Linked DNA regions of Mus musculus: region 1 is linked to region 2. A link is a contact called in public HiChIP or PLAC-seq data. All regions are on one chromosome and are shown on one strand. The core of a region is the stretch at or near the end of the contact, and the rest is flanking DNA. Distances in the headings are between cores, read along the strand shown. Region 1 overlaps Clgn (calmegin). Region 2 holds the start of Clgn (calmegin).

What was found. HiChIP or PLAC-seq counts read pairs in DNA pulled down with a chosen protein or histone mark.
Region 1: a contact with region 2 is called in an H3K27ac HiChIP or PLAC-seq map of microglia, with 3 times the contacts expected there. The contact joins the enhancer-like site here to the promoter of Clgn in region 2. A contact is called at or near these places in 2 of 39 promoter capture datasets (the 3T3-L1 cell line and hippocampal neurons), 3 of 484 Hi-C or Micro-C datasets (embryonic stem cells, olfactory sensory neurons and pachytene spermatocytes), 1 of 115 datasets of contacts at active chromatin or transcription factors (microglia) and 3 of 9 other capture datasets (adipose tissue, liver and pancreatic islet).

What each region holds. Positions count from the first base shown.
Region 1 is chr8:83,418,629-83,426,272 of GRCm38.p6, forward strand. It overlaps Clgn (calmegin), which reads left to right. Exons shown (of 15, transcript NM_009904.4): 9 at 1,576-1,689; 10 at 1,791-1,941; 11 at 4,393-4,608; 12 at 5,445-5,570; 13 at 5,943-6,105; 14 at 6,897-6,997. Among named protein-coding and RNA genes, the nearest start is that of Scoc, 20 kb to the right of the region's middle. Within about 2 kb of position 5,018, at least 23 of the 459 cell types and tissues checked have an H3K27ac peak or open chromatin away from gene starts, as enhancers often do. A contact at or near this core is called in microglia, where this site is marked.
Region 2 is chr8:83,387,981-83,395,444 of GRCm38.p6, forward strand. It overlaps Clgn (calmegin), which reads left to right and starts at 1,862. Exons shown (of 15, transcript NM_009904.4): 1 at 1,862-2,120; 2 at 7,463-7,464. Gm32377 (a long non-coding RNA gene) reads right to left here and starts at 1,509. Exons shown (of 5, transcript XR_878991.3): 1 at 1,431-1,509.

The DNA.
Region 1 (7,644 bases), core at 3,768-6,267, 34 kb after region 2:
TACAGTCTGTGTATGGCAAAAGGAACAATAGAGTCATGGCCAGGCACCGTGTTAGAAACTTGTAGCTCAGCACTTGAAAAGTGTGAGCAGGTGGGTCAGGACATTAAAGTTATTCTTGACTACACAGAAAGTTCCAGGCTAGCATGGGTTACATGAGACCCTGTCTAAAGAAGGGCAAGGGAGGAGAAGAGAGGGGAGGGGGAGGGGAGGAGGAGAGGGGAGGGGAGGGGAGGGAAGAGAAAAGAAGGGAAGAGAAGGGGGAGATGGAGGGGATGGAAGTGGAGAGGGAGAAGAGCAGAAACTTTTATTTTAAACGTATGCGTGCTGGTGAGATGACTCATTAGGTAAAGGTGCCTGCCACTGGGCCTGATGGGCAAAGTTCCACCTTGGAGCCCACCTGGAAGAGAGAACCAGCTTCTACAAGTTGTCCCCTGACCTCTGACCTCCTGTGTGCTGTGGCATACGAGTCCACTCTCATGTGCGCGCACACAGACATATACAGAGAAATAATTAAATGTGATATTTTTAAAACCTGGAAAAGTAGAAAGAGGAAAGATTATATTTTTACAGTATATAGTCAACAAAGGGCTGATTTCATAATGTAAACTAAATAAGCTGCCTAGAGAGATATGAATGGCTTGGCTATGCACTCGCTCTGAAGTGTGTACCTAGCTTGGATGGAGAGTCCTTACTCCTGGATATCTGGACTAGGCCCCACTATCGACATTCCTCTCCGCATCGCCTGTCTTGCCTGAGCTCTGGACAGGATTGCCCACTGAGCTCTTGCTTCTGGCCCTGCAAGCTCTTTCTACACTGAGTCTGCACTGAGACGTTCCCGAGCCATTCCCACACACAGACATGGTCCACAGGCTTCTGAGCCACATGGTAGGAGGTGGTTGTGGAAACGAGCACAGTCCTCGGTGCAAATGTCTGGGTTAGATTTGCTTCACTGCGACAGAAAACACTCAGGAGTCAACACAGGAGGAAGAAATACCTGGGTTCAGTGTCAGCCATTCTATCCAGAGGTAGCCGGCTCCACTGTCGCTGGCTGTGCCATCAGGACACCTTGGAAAGAAGCATGTTGTGAAACAGCCCTGGCCACGTTGTGACATCAGCAAGCAGAGAAGGATCTCCTGCTTGAAATCCATTAAGCTAGGAATCTGAAAATAGATTAATTTGTGAATCAAAACCCTCATGATGCAGCACCCCTCCTCTAAGCTCACCTCACCGGGAACCAGGCCTCCATCACACAACGCAAACCGTGTCACAAGGCAGCCAGGGCATAACTTTTGACTGAGTTTGAGTGGCAAAGGCAAAATTGAGCTTGCTGAGTATGCAGTGTTATCCTTTATGTAAAAAAGTGTGTGCAGTGTGTGCATGGAACAGGAGACCACATACAACAAGGGAACAGTGTGTGTGGGGTGTGTGTGTGTGTGTTGGCCTGTAAAATGCCCTTAGTAGGCTCACAGGCCAAATGATAGGACATACTGCCATGGTACCTTCTGGACATTTTGACATGTGTATTTAAGAACTTCTTAGAAGAGTAAATTCACTGTTGTAACAATGTATTTACAGGGATGAAAATGAACCTGCCCAAATAGAAGACTCAAGTGCTGTTAAACCTGATGGCTGGCTTGATGATGAACCAAAGTTTATCCCCAATCCTAAAGCTGAGAAACCTGAGGACTGGTGAGCATTCCTTAGTTTCACGAGGTGCCAAGTGTATCTTGATTATTTACTACTTCTCATTGCTTCCTAAAAGCCTGGGAGCTAATATCTGATCATTGCAGGAGTGACGACATGGATGGAGAATGGGAGGCACCACATATTCCTAATCCAGCCTGTCAGATTGGATGTGGAGAATGGAAACCTCCCATGATCGATAACCCAAAATACAAAGGAATCTGGAGACCACCAATGATCAATAATCCTAACTACCAGGTGATAGCACTGTCCCCGTTCTGCAGTAAGGTCGGATCGTTTTATCTCATCCTCACCAGTGTCTGCAGCTCTTAGAAGTCTCATTTGTAATTTTATGAAGTTAAAGAAAGTCAACCGCTGGGTGTGGTGGCGCACGCCTTTAATCCCAGCACTTGGGAGGCAGAGGCAGGCGGATTTCTGAGTTCGAGGCCAGCCTGGTCTACAGAGTGAGTTCCAGGACAGCCAGGGCTACACAGAGAAACCCTGTCTCAAACAACAACAACAACAACAACAACAACAAAAACCCAAAAAGAAAGAAAGAAAGAAAGAAAGAAAGAAAGAAAGAAAGAAAGAAAGAAAGAAAGAAAGAAAGAAAGAAAGAAAGAAAGAAAGAAAGAAAGCCAACTAATTTAGGAAAGAGGGACTACATGGATCTCCCTAGGAGGGGAAGATAGAATAGATGTTATGGGTGGACTGCGGGTGGGTGGGGATCAGATTGGGGAGTGATGAGGTAAAGACAGAGAGTGAAGGGAGAGATGGCTGGGATTGGGGGACCACTTGAGGGATAGGAACCTAGTGCAGTGGAAACTTCCTGGAATCTATGAAGGTGATCCTAGTGAGGGGTCCTGGTAATGGGGAATACAGAGTCCCAACTAGTCATCTCTGTAGCCAGGCAAGGCTTCCAGTGGTGAGAGCAGGGCACATTCAATTGAGTCATTGGCTAAGAAGATCCCATGGAACTCCCTAAACAAGCCAGGCTGTTGCAAAGCGTTGCTGTCTGAAAGCTGATGGGGGTGGGGGTGGGAGAATGGGGGCAAGAGAATTGTACCCAGACACTTCCTGTGAACATGGAGAGGTTGCGCTGGTGCCTACCTGGAGTCCCCACCCTACATTCTAGTCTGTGGTGCAGGAAGGTACACTGTAAGCTACAGAAACAGAAACATGGACACCAGCCCAGCCACAAAACCTTTGACCTACAGTCTGTCCTGCCTGCAAAATATGCTAGGGCATTTGTGGCACAGAAATTGGTGGGAGTGGCCAGCCAGTGTCTGATCTGACTTAAGGCCCACTCCATGAGAAGGAGCCCATGCCCAGTATTGCTTGTGTGACCTGGAACCAGAGACTAAATAAATAGCACAGACCCCTAGGGTAAAACCAAACAGCAACAGTCTTTTAAGATAACATATCAATAAAAAAAAAATGAATGTAGCATCTTTTGTTGGGCGTGGTAGCACACACCTTTAATCCTAGTACTCGAGAGGTAGAGTTAGAAGGATCTCTGTAAGTTTAAGGCCAGTCTGGCGTACAGAGCAGACAGATAGGAAGGGATATAGAGATAGAATGATGGTTTACACACACAAATGTGGTTGTATATTCTAATTCTTCACTACTGTCTTTCTTCATAGCATTCATTTATCACAAAGTGTGTGTGTGTGTGTGAGTGTGTGTGAGAGAGAGAGAAGGTATGTGTGTGAGTGTATGTGTGTGTGTGTGTGTGAGTGTGTGTGTGAGTGTGTGTGAGTGTGTGTGTGAGAGAGAGAGAGAAAGTATGTGTGTGAGTGTATGTGTGTGTGTGTGTGTGTGAGTGTGTGTGTATGTGCTCGCGTGTGCGAGTGCCTGTGATTGTTCTTCATCTTACTGTTTTTGAGACACTGTCTCTCAGTAAACCTGGATCTTTCTGACTCGAGTAGACTGACTGGCCAACAAATCCCAGGGATCCCCTGCCTCCATCTCCTCAGGGCTGGGATTACAGCCATTGTCTGACAGCACCAACTTTTTAAACAGTGCTACAGACTAAACTCAGCTCCTGTACCTTCACGCAGGGGCACACATGTTACCGCCGGAGCCATCTCCCCATCCCTTATAAAAGGCTTCCTCTGGACCATCTAGAGACTGCCATATCCAGAGATCCATCCCATAATTAGCCTCCAAACGATGACACCATTGCATACACTAGCAAGATTTTGCTGAAACGACCCTGATATAGCTGTCTCTTGTGAGACTATGCCGGGGCCTACCAAACACAGAAGTGGATGCTCACAGTCAGCTATTGGATGGAGCACAGGGCCCCCAGTGGAGGAGCTAGAGAAAGTACCCAAGGAGCTAAAGGGATCTGCAACCCTATAGGTGGAACAACATTATGAACTAACCAGTACCCCAGAGCTCTTGACTCTAGCTGCATATGTATCAAAAGATGGCCTAGTTGGCCATCACTGCAAAGAGAGGCCCATTGGACACACAAACTTTATATGCCCCAGTACAGGGGAACGCCAGGGCCAAAAAGGGGAAGTGGGTGGGTAGGGGAGTGGGGGGCAGGGTATGGGGGACTTTTGGGATAGCATTCTAAATGTAATTGAGGAAAATACGTAGTAATAAAAAATATTTTTTAAAAAGGCTTCCTCTTCCGCTCCTTTTTATTTGTGTAATGGCATCACTTTCTCTAAGAGTGTCTTCCTTTGTTCCTTCTCCCAGGGACTCTGGAGTCCTCAGAAGATTCCCAACCCAGATTACTTTGAGGATGACCACCCCTTCCTCCTGACTTCTTTCAGTGCGCTGGGCTTAGAGCTTTGGTCCATGACTCCTGACATCTACTTTGATAATTTTATCATCTGTTCAGAAAAGGAGGTGGCCGATCAGTGGGCTACAGATGGCTGGGAACTGAAGATAATGGTGGCAAATGCTAATGAGGTGCGACAGTGACCGCAGACAAGTTATGCAACTGTGGGTGGGCCTCAGGGGACTCACTCCTGGCTGTGGGTGATACCGATGCAGTAACTACTAAATGCCAAGGAAAGGGACTTGAATACATCTTATAGACAGAATATCGAGGTTTTCTGCATAGACTTCATGGTGAATTCAAATTATAATAGCCCTAATGAGACTCAAAGTCCAATTGTGTTTATAACATTAAAAAAGCCGTCTTTGCGCTTTCAAGTCAGCCTGCCAAGGCTGAGAGCTGTAACAGGAATCTGTACCCATTCCAACTATTTTTACTTAGAGAAATGCCAAGTTACCTAACGTCAGCATTACTGTGTTTGTTTCCACTGCTGTGCTGTGTGCTCTGGGCTAGCTGGCCTGTGAGCTTGCTGACTCCACACGCCACCTCACCCTGGGGGCGCTGGGATCACAGGCCACTGCATCCGGCATAGTATGAGGGTGTCAGCACTTTAATCTACTGAACCATTTGCCCACGACCAGTTGGTTTCTTTAGACACTTGACTGTTACAAGTGAAATATGTTGTGGCCTCAGATTTTATTTTAATAAAATAAAATTCATACCCAAGGGCCACTTGTGAAATTGTTCATAGAAAAAGAAAAAGAAAAAGAAATCACAATGATCCCTGAGTGACTTTATCAGGAAGTTCTTTGACAGAACATATTATCAAAGGTGTCTTTTTCAGTGTGTGTGTGTGTGTGTGTGTGTGTGTGTGTGTGTGTGTGTGTGCGCGTGTGTGCACTGGGAGAGAGTGAAAGATGTACATAATCTGTGGAAGTCTGTACCTCTATGCTGATGTCTCCCGCAGCCTGGTGTACTCCGACAGCTGGTGATAGCCGCAGAGGAGCGCCCCTGGCTCTGGCTCATGTACCTGGTGATGGCCGGCTTGCCCGTTGCATTAGTTGCTTCCTTTTGTTGGCCAAGGAAAGTAAAGGTAAAGAAAACACCTTGTTTTCAACTTTGTTTTTTCAGATTTGCTTGTGTTCCAGAGTTGTGTGGATCAAGCAGTGTAATGAATTCAATGCGAACGTAATGATTTCAGTCAGGTTCCTGTAAGATTTACCGAGTTTATTATGCACCTCATCAGTTAGTGCAAAAACAAACAAAAAAACAAAACAAACAAACAAACAAAAAAAACCCAGGTAGATAAACACTTTAATGGAGAGGACACGCATTGTCCATTTCAATAATTAGTGTCTGTGCACTAAGAAAGAAAGATAAAATAAAATTAAAATAAAATAAAATAAAATAAAATAAAACTAATGCTTAGCTTTTAGTAAAACCAGCGTTTGTTAAACTACCACAGAAAAAATATGAAGACACGGGACCTAAAAAAACTGAATTATGCAAACTGCAAAGCAAGGCCGCTCTGGAACAAGAGGCAGAGGAGGAGAAGGCCCCAGAGAAGCCAGAAGATGTGCAAGAAGAAAAGAAGCCAGGTGAAGCTGAGGTCGTCACCGTGGAAAAGGGTAAGACTGTGCTTGTGACTTGGGGCCCCGGCCCCGGCACTGCTGCCAGCGCTGACAGAATTGTCTGCCCTGCTCTGGGTCTGATGTGCACAGGAACATCAAGAGCGTGATTAGCCATCCCCTGAGAGGGACAGCCCTCTGAGCAGTCACCATGTCTGCCCTGCTCGTCCTTAGGGCACAGGCTTTTGTGCTTCTGAGAGCACAGATGAGCTGCAGTGTGTGCACAGTTGTGTGCCCAGGCATACCCTCACCCGACGGGGCACCCACAGCAGTCACACAGTTCCACCCAAGCCTAGCTTGATGAACAGTGGGTTCCTTACGGTGCATGGGTGACTCAAAGGCAGCATGCATGTGTGCACATATATGTCATGGAACACCTGCAGAAGTCAGAGGACAAAGCACAGGACTAAGTTCTTTAAGAAGAACTCTGTGTGTGTGTGTGTGTGTGTGTGTAAGTAAATTTAGGTTGTAAGTTCTCAGTCTTTTTAACTTACTAGTGCATTATATTGATGCTTCTGCCTACTTTAGAGAGCATTCACAAATAACTAATTTGGGAATACTTAAATATCAAAGGGGCCTTGTTTTAGAAGGCACTTTTGCACTTCTGCACTGTCCAGCACTGCGCGTGTGCAAACGTGAGGAAAGCAGAGGTAGCTAGCGCATGCTGGCTTCCACTTCCTCAAACTTCCGCTTCCTCAAACCTAATTCTTGGCAAAGTAAGTTTTTACTTTTTATAAGGACTTGTTCTCTTTTATGTTATGTCTCTGCCTTTAATGAAATCTGTATTCCAGAAGTAATTGGTGAACCGGAAGAGAAGAGTAAGGAAGACAGAGAAACTCTAGAAGGTCAAGAGGAAGTGAGCAAGCTGAGTAAATCTGGATCAGAGGATGAGGTGAGCCCTCCTCACAGGACAGGAGCAAGCTTTCTCCCGGCCTCCCTGTCTCCAATTCTCCTGTAAGTGAAGGCAGAAAAATGCTGACATGTTGTTACCTGGACACCTGATGGAGGAGCAGGTCACCTGTGCCCACCACACACAATGTAAAGGTAGACTGCACTGGTGAAAATGACCGTAGCTCTATTGTAGAGATGGACAGAGATGGCTGAGTATATAAAATGCAGTCCTCCTGTGGAAAGCACAGAGCTGCGGGCAGACTTGCCCCCATCCACCCTCTAGCCATTTTGTTCTCTTGTGTATATTTGTCAATAAGCTAAGTTATTTTTCAGTAGCACCATTTTGTGAAATTGGTCTGAATGTTGCATTGTGAATGATGTAGCTCCATAATGTCTTCGTGCATGTACTCTGCTCTTAAAGTTTGCTTTGAGGTACAAACACATCCTGAAAGTAGAGAGGGGGAAGTGTCCGCGCGTTCCTTTTTACCTCTCTCCTCATTTCGTTGGAAACTTTCATTCCAGAAGTTCTGAAATGGTCTCTGTAAAACCAGCTTAGGATTTTTTACTCACAGAGCCCCTGAGGTGAAGTCTCTATCAGTGGAAATCACACAACTACTTCCTATGAGATTGAGACCATGTTCTGAGTCA
Region 2 (7,464 bases), core at 612-3,111:
CACAGAGAAACCCTGTCTTAAAAAAGCAAACAAACAAACAAAAACAAACAAAAAAAACAAATCAAAACAAAAAAAGATATGGAGCAATAAACCTATCCAGAAAGGTTCTTTGGAGCAACTTCTGTGCTGTCTAGAAATGGACAGTTCAAGTCACAGGTCAGTAGCGGCAGCTCGATCCACTCGCAAACACTTCACAGATACACCAGCAGTCCAGGTTAGTAGAGTCAGGTTAGCGACAGCAGTGGCATGACCTAGCAGAGACAGCCAGGCCTCAGCCTTGGCTTGAGTCAGCAGGAGGGACCAAGAGGAACACCAAGAAAAGTTCTGACTATGCCTCTCTCAACCAAGCATAGACCAACAAAGACTCGTGACTAACAAATGTTGCACAGCTAGCTCGATAAGCAAGCCTAGCTCAACCCCTGTCACTGTTAGTTGGGTCCTTTTTATACTCCCTCTAAACATCACGTGTCCTCCACAGGTCCTGCCTTAGCATGTGCGTCTGTCTCAGCTGACATCACTCTGCCAATCAGCCCAAGTCTGCAAAAGCAACAAAAACTACAACACACTACCAACAATTCTTTAATGTGTTTCTATGGAGTCCCGACAGACACAGCTCAACTACACAATGTAAGGCACACCAATACATATGTCATTAGCGAAGAATCCTTTATCACGTGTCCTTTCACATGTTTGCTTTAGCAGAACATCCTCTCTCCTGTGTCTGCTTCAGTGTAACATTCCTTCACGAGTCTGCTGTAGCCTTTCACACCTATGTCCACTTTAACAAGATGCTCCTTCAAGTGTTTGTCCCAGCAAAACACCACCCAACTGACTTTCCAAAGAACCCTTCACACCTCCTTCAGTTAAACCTAGGACAATTTGGGTACCACAGTAACTGTACACAGTGACTGGATAAAACAGACTCTATGCCTAAATAGGATGGACTCTTGGATGGAGGTGTGTTAAGTTTTTAAAAATGTTGCTTGTGCCTAATAAGGAATGAAGACAGTTAGTTAAAATTACTGTATTGAAACCACAGTAAAGTTGAGTCAAGCAAAAAAATGACAGATCCTAAATCAAGGGGCAGACTTCAAACATTTATGAACAGAAAACAGAACGTTTACACAGACTCAAAGTTTGGTCACACAAATTAAGACGATACAAACAATATACAGAATTGTAAACATACAGAGAAAAAAGCAGGTAATGCCTTCAAGGAGTGTTCAAGATTAATAAAAAACCAATTATGTGTCTGTGGCAAATTATTAACATTAATACTGACAAAATGAAAATGTACAGTTTCATTTATAATGTAATAGCAAGCCAGGAGCATGTGTGAAATAGGAAGCTTCCCGGTTGATAACCATGAACAATCAGCTACTAAAACACAAAAATATAGAGGGAAATTTCAGCGTATGAATTTGGCACACCTGCCCTGGCACTCTTTTAAAAACGTTGAGATAAAATTGAGGAAACAAAAGATGTGGATCAACTGATACAGAGCTTGCATAACCCCACCAAGAGGGCTTCAATCACTACTGCATAACAGTGTGGCGTTGCAAATCCAAAAGTCAGGAAGAAGGGAAGGAGGATCAAAAAGTTTAAGGTCATCAGAACAAAACAAGAGAAAGAAAAACAAAAAAACCCAAAACCATCCATCTATTCATCATCCATCCGGGAACCAATTAAGGTGCGACACGAAGAACTGAGCAGTCTGCAGAGCCAGCAGCCTGAGCTCCAGAGAGGGACTGACGTTGGAAGGACCGCATCCCCCCAGGCGCGCGGCCGCTGGGTCCCGAGCGGCGGTTGAGCGGGCCGCTTGCGCACTGGGGCTGCCTCTGCATCCTGCATCCTCCCGCGCGGCCGCTCGCGCACGCGCAGTTAGCAGTCGCTGCTGGGCGGCTGCCGGCGGGATCGCTCTGGGGAGACGCCGGGCACCAAGTAGCGGCCAGTCGGACACCTGAGCTGCCGCTGCTGGACACAAGCCCGCAGGACAGGTGTGTAGACCGCGGGCCGCCTTCCTGCGGCTTGTTCTCTGGGGACCGGGTGAGAAATCGGATCCAGGTGCCCCGCAGCATCCTCTTCTGAGACTAGAAGAAGGCTTAGCTTGGTGCGGCCAGGTGAGGCTGGAGGATGAGTTCAGGGATGAATGTGGGAGTTAGACTCTTGGGTGGGCTCTGCCAACCTCGGGGACAGAGATCAGCCCTGGATGGAGGGAGACGCCACCCTGAGTCCCTTGGGTCCTCCTTCTGCTTCCCTGACACTGGGGAAGGCCAGGTTGCCCTGCCCAGCCTGGCGCCTCTCTCAAGTCCGTTATCCCAGCGGTTGCCACAGCTGCTGTTGCCACTGTGTGGCCCGGTTCCACGAAGCTCTACCACAATCCCTGGAGAGTTCTTCTCGCATCTTTCTAGAAAATGCAACAAAACCAACCTGGGCACATTTGCAGCCCACTTCTCTGTGAAGCCAAAGAACCCTACCTCCCCCACCCCCACGCTCAAACCTGGCTAAGGTGGCCAGAGAATCCTGGCCACTCCCTAGACACTTGGGTGGAGCCTAACAGGAGCCATTGGGGAGTAACCGGCCCTGTGTTGAATCCAGAAAACCTTAATGACTAGAGTCTCATTATCTAAAGCCTGTTTACTATCAGTCAGATACTTTAGCTGAGTTTAAGTGGCATCTGCCCCACCCAGGAGGAAGAAGCTATGCAGGGGTTTGTTTGGGGTTAAAGAGCAAAAGGCTAGGAAGTTGGGAGCTGGAGACCGAAGGTATAAACAGAAATAAACAAATTAGGCAAAACAAAAATTTAAAAATTAGGTGGTCAATGGTTCAATATCTCTGACGAAGATTAATTTATGTTGAAACAGAATAGTAAATCATGGTTGTTTTTCTTGCCCTGAAAAATTGACATCTCCCTAGGTAGCTCTCTTTTTTTGGTAATTGTAATTTTGACCATTTTCTAGTCTACAGTCTGTTGGTTTGGTCATCCAGACACATTGATCCTGTTCCTTAAACTCAAGATAGTCTTTTTTGTCTTGTTTTGATTGGTCTTGTTGGTCTGTTGTCTGTAAATGGTGGCGTGTGCTGATGGATATGCAGCTAGCAGGTGGGGGCTCAGGGCTCTGGGCTTGTTTGGTGTCTACTAAACTTTCCTTCTTTATTATGTAATTAGAAAACAGGAACTGTCAGCTTTGATAGGACTTTCTCTCAACTCATGGGTGACAAGAGGCCCAGAGAAGGGAACCAGTTCAGTTGTCCTTTGAACAACAGTGTTAGTCACTTAGTGACAAGGTATCAAGGGCAGGGAGCTTTCGAATGCCCTTTTCTGGCCTCCTCTGGCACCCACACATACGTGTACATAACCACAAAAGAGAAACACATACATGTAATTAAAGTATATGTGTATGTGTGTGTATAGATAGATATCGATATAGATGGGTAGATATATAGCAAATATTCAGAATGAAAGAATGAGTCATGGAAGGGGCAGTATATGATCATAATTACTAAACATTTTTTAAAGTAGAGTCTAATTTAAGAATTGTTTTTTTTTTTCTCACAAACACCAGGCTTACAAGATGGCAGGGGTTGGTTATAAAGGTTAGCAGGAGTGGACATGACACTGAACAACAACTTACTAGTATCTGTCAGGAAGGCTAGGTCCCTAATGAAGGCTGAGGGATCAAAATGTGTTCATTCCACAAATGCCCTCCTATTCACACCCCAGGGGACCAGTGAGACTATATTCTGTCTATTTTGCTTCGTTTTGGGGGGCCCAGGGCCTTGGGGATACAGGCAAGCGTTCTGGCTGTGTTCTTGTTCCCAGCCCAAGTTCATACATTTGGAACCATTTGGTTGACTACATGTGGTGCCAATTGAAAAGGGAATTAAAGACACAGAACAGCGTGTTTACAATTTTTAAAATTACATTTATTAAACCAGATGTGATTACTAAAGTAATCCCAACACTTGGGAGGCAGAGGCGGGCGGATCTTTGATTTCTGGGCCAGCCTGGTCTACATAGTGAGTTCCAACACAGCCAGGGATACACAGAGAAATCCTGTCTCAAAATAAAAATTATATGTATGTATATATTTATTCATTTATTTGTGGGGTGGTCGAGTACTGGGACACACATGTGGAGGTCAGAGGACAGCTTTAAGAATCAGTTCTTCCCCCCCCCCCCCACTATGTAGGTCCTGGGGATTAAACTTGGGTCCTCAGGTTTAGCAGCAAGCTCAGATGTCTGAGCCATCTCAATGGCCACAATAACAAGCATTTCTCAATCCTGGGGAAAGAGCAAGCTCAAATTAAGGAAGGTGGTGGGTCGTCTTTGAGGGCGAATAAGTCCCCAAAGCTAAAGAGTGACCTCTGAACTGTGAGTAAGGTTCGGGAATCCTCAGATAGCTTTCATAGAGAGAAACAAAAAGTATATACAGTGTATGAAGAAAATAAATAAATAAGGAGAAAAGGAAAGGACATGACTGTTTCTAGGTGTGCTGCAGGAGCTAGATTCCCATAGACAAGAGGGAGATTAGCCAGAGGCAGAGACAACTGAGAGAATCCAGAGTCCTCAGGACCCTGAGCCATGTGAGGAGAGCAGGGAGGGGAAAAAGGAGAGAGGAGAGGGGAACCAGGACCAGCAGCCAGGAGGCCAACGGGAAGAGTCTCTGGTGAAAGGGCAGCTCAGCCCCTGGGCTGGAAAGTTCAGGGTAGAGCATAGGGTAGGGACTGAGGGATGCTGGGAAAACCTGGAGGCCAGGTCTGCTTTGATATGTTAAAAAGGCACCTCAGACTTTAGTCCAGGGCTTAAAACTCAAGTTTATAAGAAGAGCTGGGCTTGGTGGCTGACACCTTTAATCCCAGCACTTGGGAGGCAGAGACAAGCAGATTTTGAGTTCAAGGCCAGCCTGCTCTACAGAGTGAGTTCCAGGACAACCAGGGCTACACAGAGAAAAACCCTGTCTTGAAAACAAACAAACAAAAAAAAAAAGAAGAAGAAGAAGAAGAGGAGGAGGAGCAGGAGGAGGAGGAGGAGGAGGAGGAAGAAGAAGAAGAAGAAGAAGAAGAAGAAGAAGAAGAAGAAGAAGAAGAAGAAGAAGAAAGAAGAAAGAAGAAAGAAAAGAAAGAAGAAAGAAGAAAGAAGAAAGAAGAAAGAAGAAAGAAGAAGAAGAAAAGCTAGTGTGGTGACATGCACCTGTAAGCCCCGTGCTGGGGAGGCAGACAGCCCTGGTCCCCTGGGTACAGCCAGTGCAGAAAGTATGTGAAGGTCCTCAGAAACTGAAAGCAGAATCAGCGTATGGTGAAGTGGACAGGAAAGTTGTTCCTTTGTTCATTCTCTTGTTGCTGAGACAGAAATACTGGATATAGGAACTTAAGGAGGGAAGGGTTTGTTTATTCTGGCTTACAGTCTGAGGGGACACAGTCGATTGTGACTGGAAAGGCCTGGCAGCTGCTCACACAGAGTTTGCAGTCAGGGAGTAGAGAGCTGGTCCTCAGCTCACTCTCTCCTCTTCCTAAGTTCAGGGCCTCAGCCCACGGAATGCTGTCATCCTCGTTAAGATGAGTCTTCATACCTCAATTAACACAATTAGACACCCCATGAACAGGCCTGCCCTGAAGTTTTTCTCTAGGTGATTCTAGATTTTGTCAAGTTGACAATGTGAACTCTCCAGAACTTAAACTGAAAATCTATTTTGAAAGAGAAAACATGGTTTCAAAGTGATATCGATTTTTTTTCTACATTTATTTATGGTGTGTGTGTGTGTGTATTGTCTCTGGCCATAAAAATGGCAGTACCTGAGTATAGAAAGCTCCTATTAAGGTAGATTTCTGTTTAGTGGTTTTCAAAATGTGTATTTCCAAAGGAAACATTAGGGTGGTAGCTACCAACCTTTAGAAGAAATAGGGGTCATCTGGCTCGAACAGTCATCTAAAGTTTTGATCTCAGGAAAAAATTGTATCCATTGAAGTAGTTAAGGAGAATAATGCTTTTTGTGATTTGTATCATAAACTGCTCTAATGATATGTAATGTGTATATTATCAAGTTCAAGTGCTTAATCTGTGTAATTATATTTATAGATTTGGGTAACCACTACCAGATTCCAATATTGGACATTTCATCGCCCTCAAAGGATAAGCCTCTAGCTCTCTCCCTGAGCCCTGACTAGCTGGTCTCTCATCTGTTCTCCAGCTCTGTAGGTTTTCTGGCTTCTTTAAAGTGAAATGGTACAACATTTATGATTTATTTCATAACTGGCTTTTCTCTAAGCATAATAGTTTTGTGTTTCAGCATTCCTGTCCTTCTGTTGCTAGATGTTTCCCCAGGGTTTGAGGGCTTCAACTTATGTCTGTATGCTCATGAGTTGATGGATATTTGAGTTGGCCCACATTTGAATCGATACACGAAATGTATCTTATGACCTGTATCTATGTATTTGTGAGGATTTAGGCTTTATTTATTTTGACTGTTCGTGAGTGCTATCACTGGACATGTTGAAACCTGCCTCATTATTTCCTACTGCTGTCGGTATGGTACATTGCCGTACCTCAGCAGTGTGTGAGGGTTTCAGTTCCTCCAGTCTGTGTGGTTTTCAGTCATCATTGTTTGTAACAGCCATTTTGGTACTTGTAGTGCCATCTCTGCCAGGCCCACCCTTCTTAAGTAGACCCATATACATGAGGAGGAGGAGGGGAAGGAGGAGGGAGAGGAAGGAGAGAGGATGTGTTATTGTATGACTCCTTTGGAATCAATGACATGGAACTATCTCAGTGCCCAACAGTACTCATTTGGAAGTTTGTTGGCACCTGGGGAGAAATTTTGAATTAGTATATGCTGATGAGAGTCCATGAGAACATAATTACACAAGCTAAGCACTTCTGCTAAGAGGACAACATGCTGCATTCGGCCTTGGCTGCTCTCGAACACTGCAGTTCTGGTTATTTGAAGAGACATCCGGTCAGATAACCAGGTGATGACTGTGGGAGTTTAAAAAGGATGAGTTGGATAGAACTTGGTCCTCAGCAGACAGCCTGCCCCAGTATGGGACTTGACTTGGCAAAGCATTATTTCGTTAAACGTATGATTAAAAATCCCTCAGTTTTTAGTGTTTAGATGTAAGTCACTTCTGGCTGTACCATTATCAAATGTCCAATTTTGTATATACTTAAGCTACATTATGTGAAATAATGTAAGTGGAAATTTAGGGATCGTGATATCTTTACAATATTTGCATCTCATAGACACTTGCTGACATCTTTATATCTTTACACATTAGCTCTTTGATTTTGGGAGAAGACTTAGAAATGAAAGTTAGAAGTCGGTGTTTTACTTGTTCCAGGCTTTCTTTAAATAATGTTGTTAGTAAGTGAAGCATCCTAGAATAAAGAAGTCATTTCTTCCTTTGGGTCTTACCACAAAGCACCCCCCACCTGTTTTTTCACTGGCTGCTCTTAATTTCACAGAG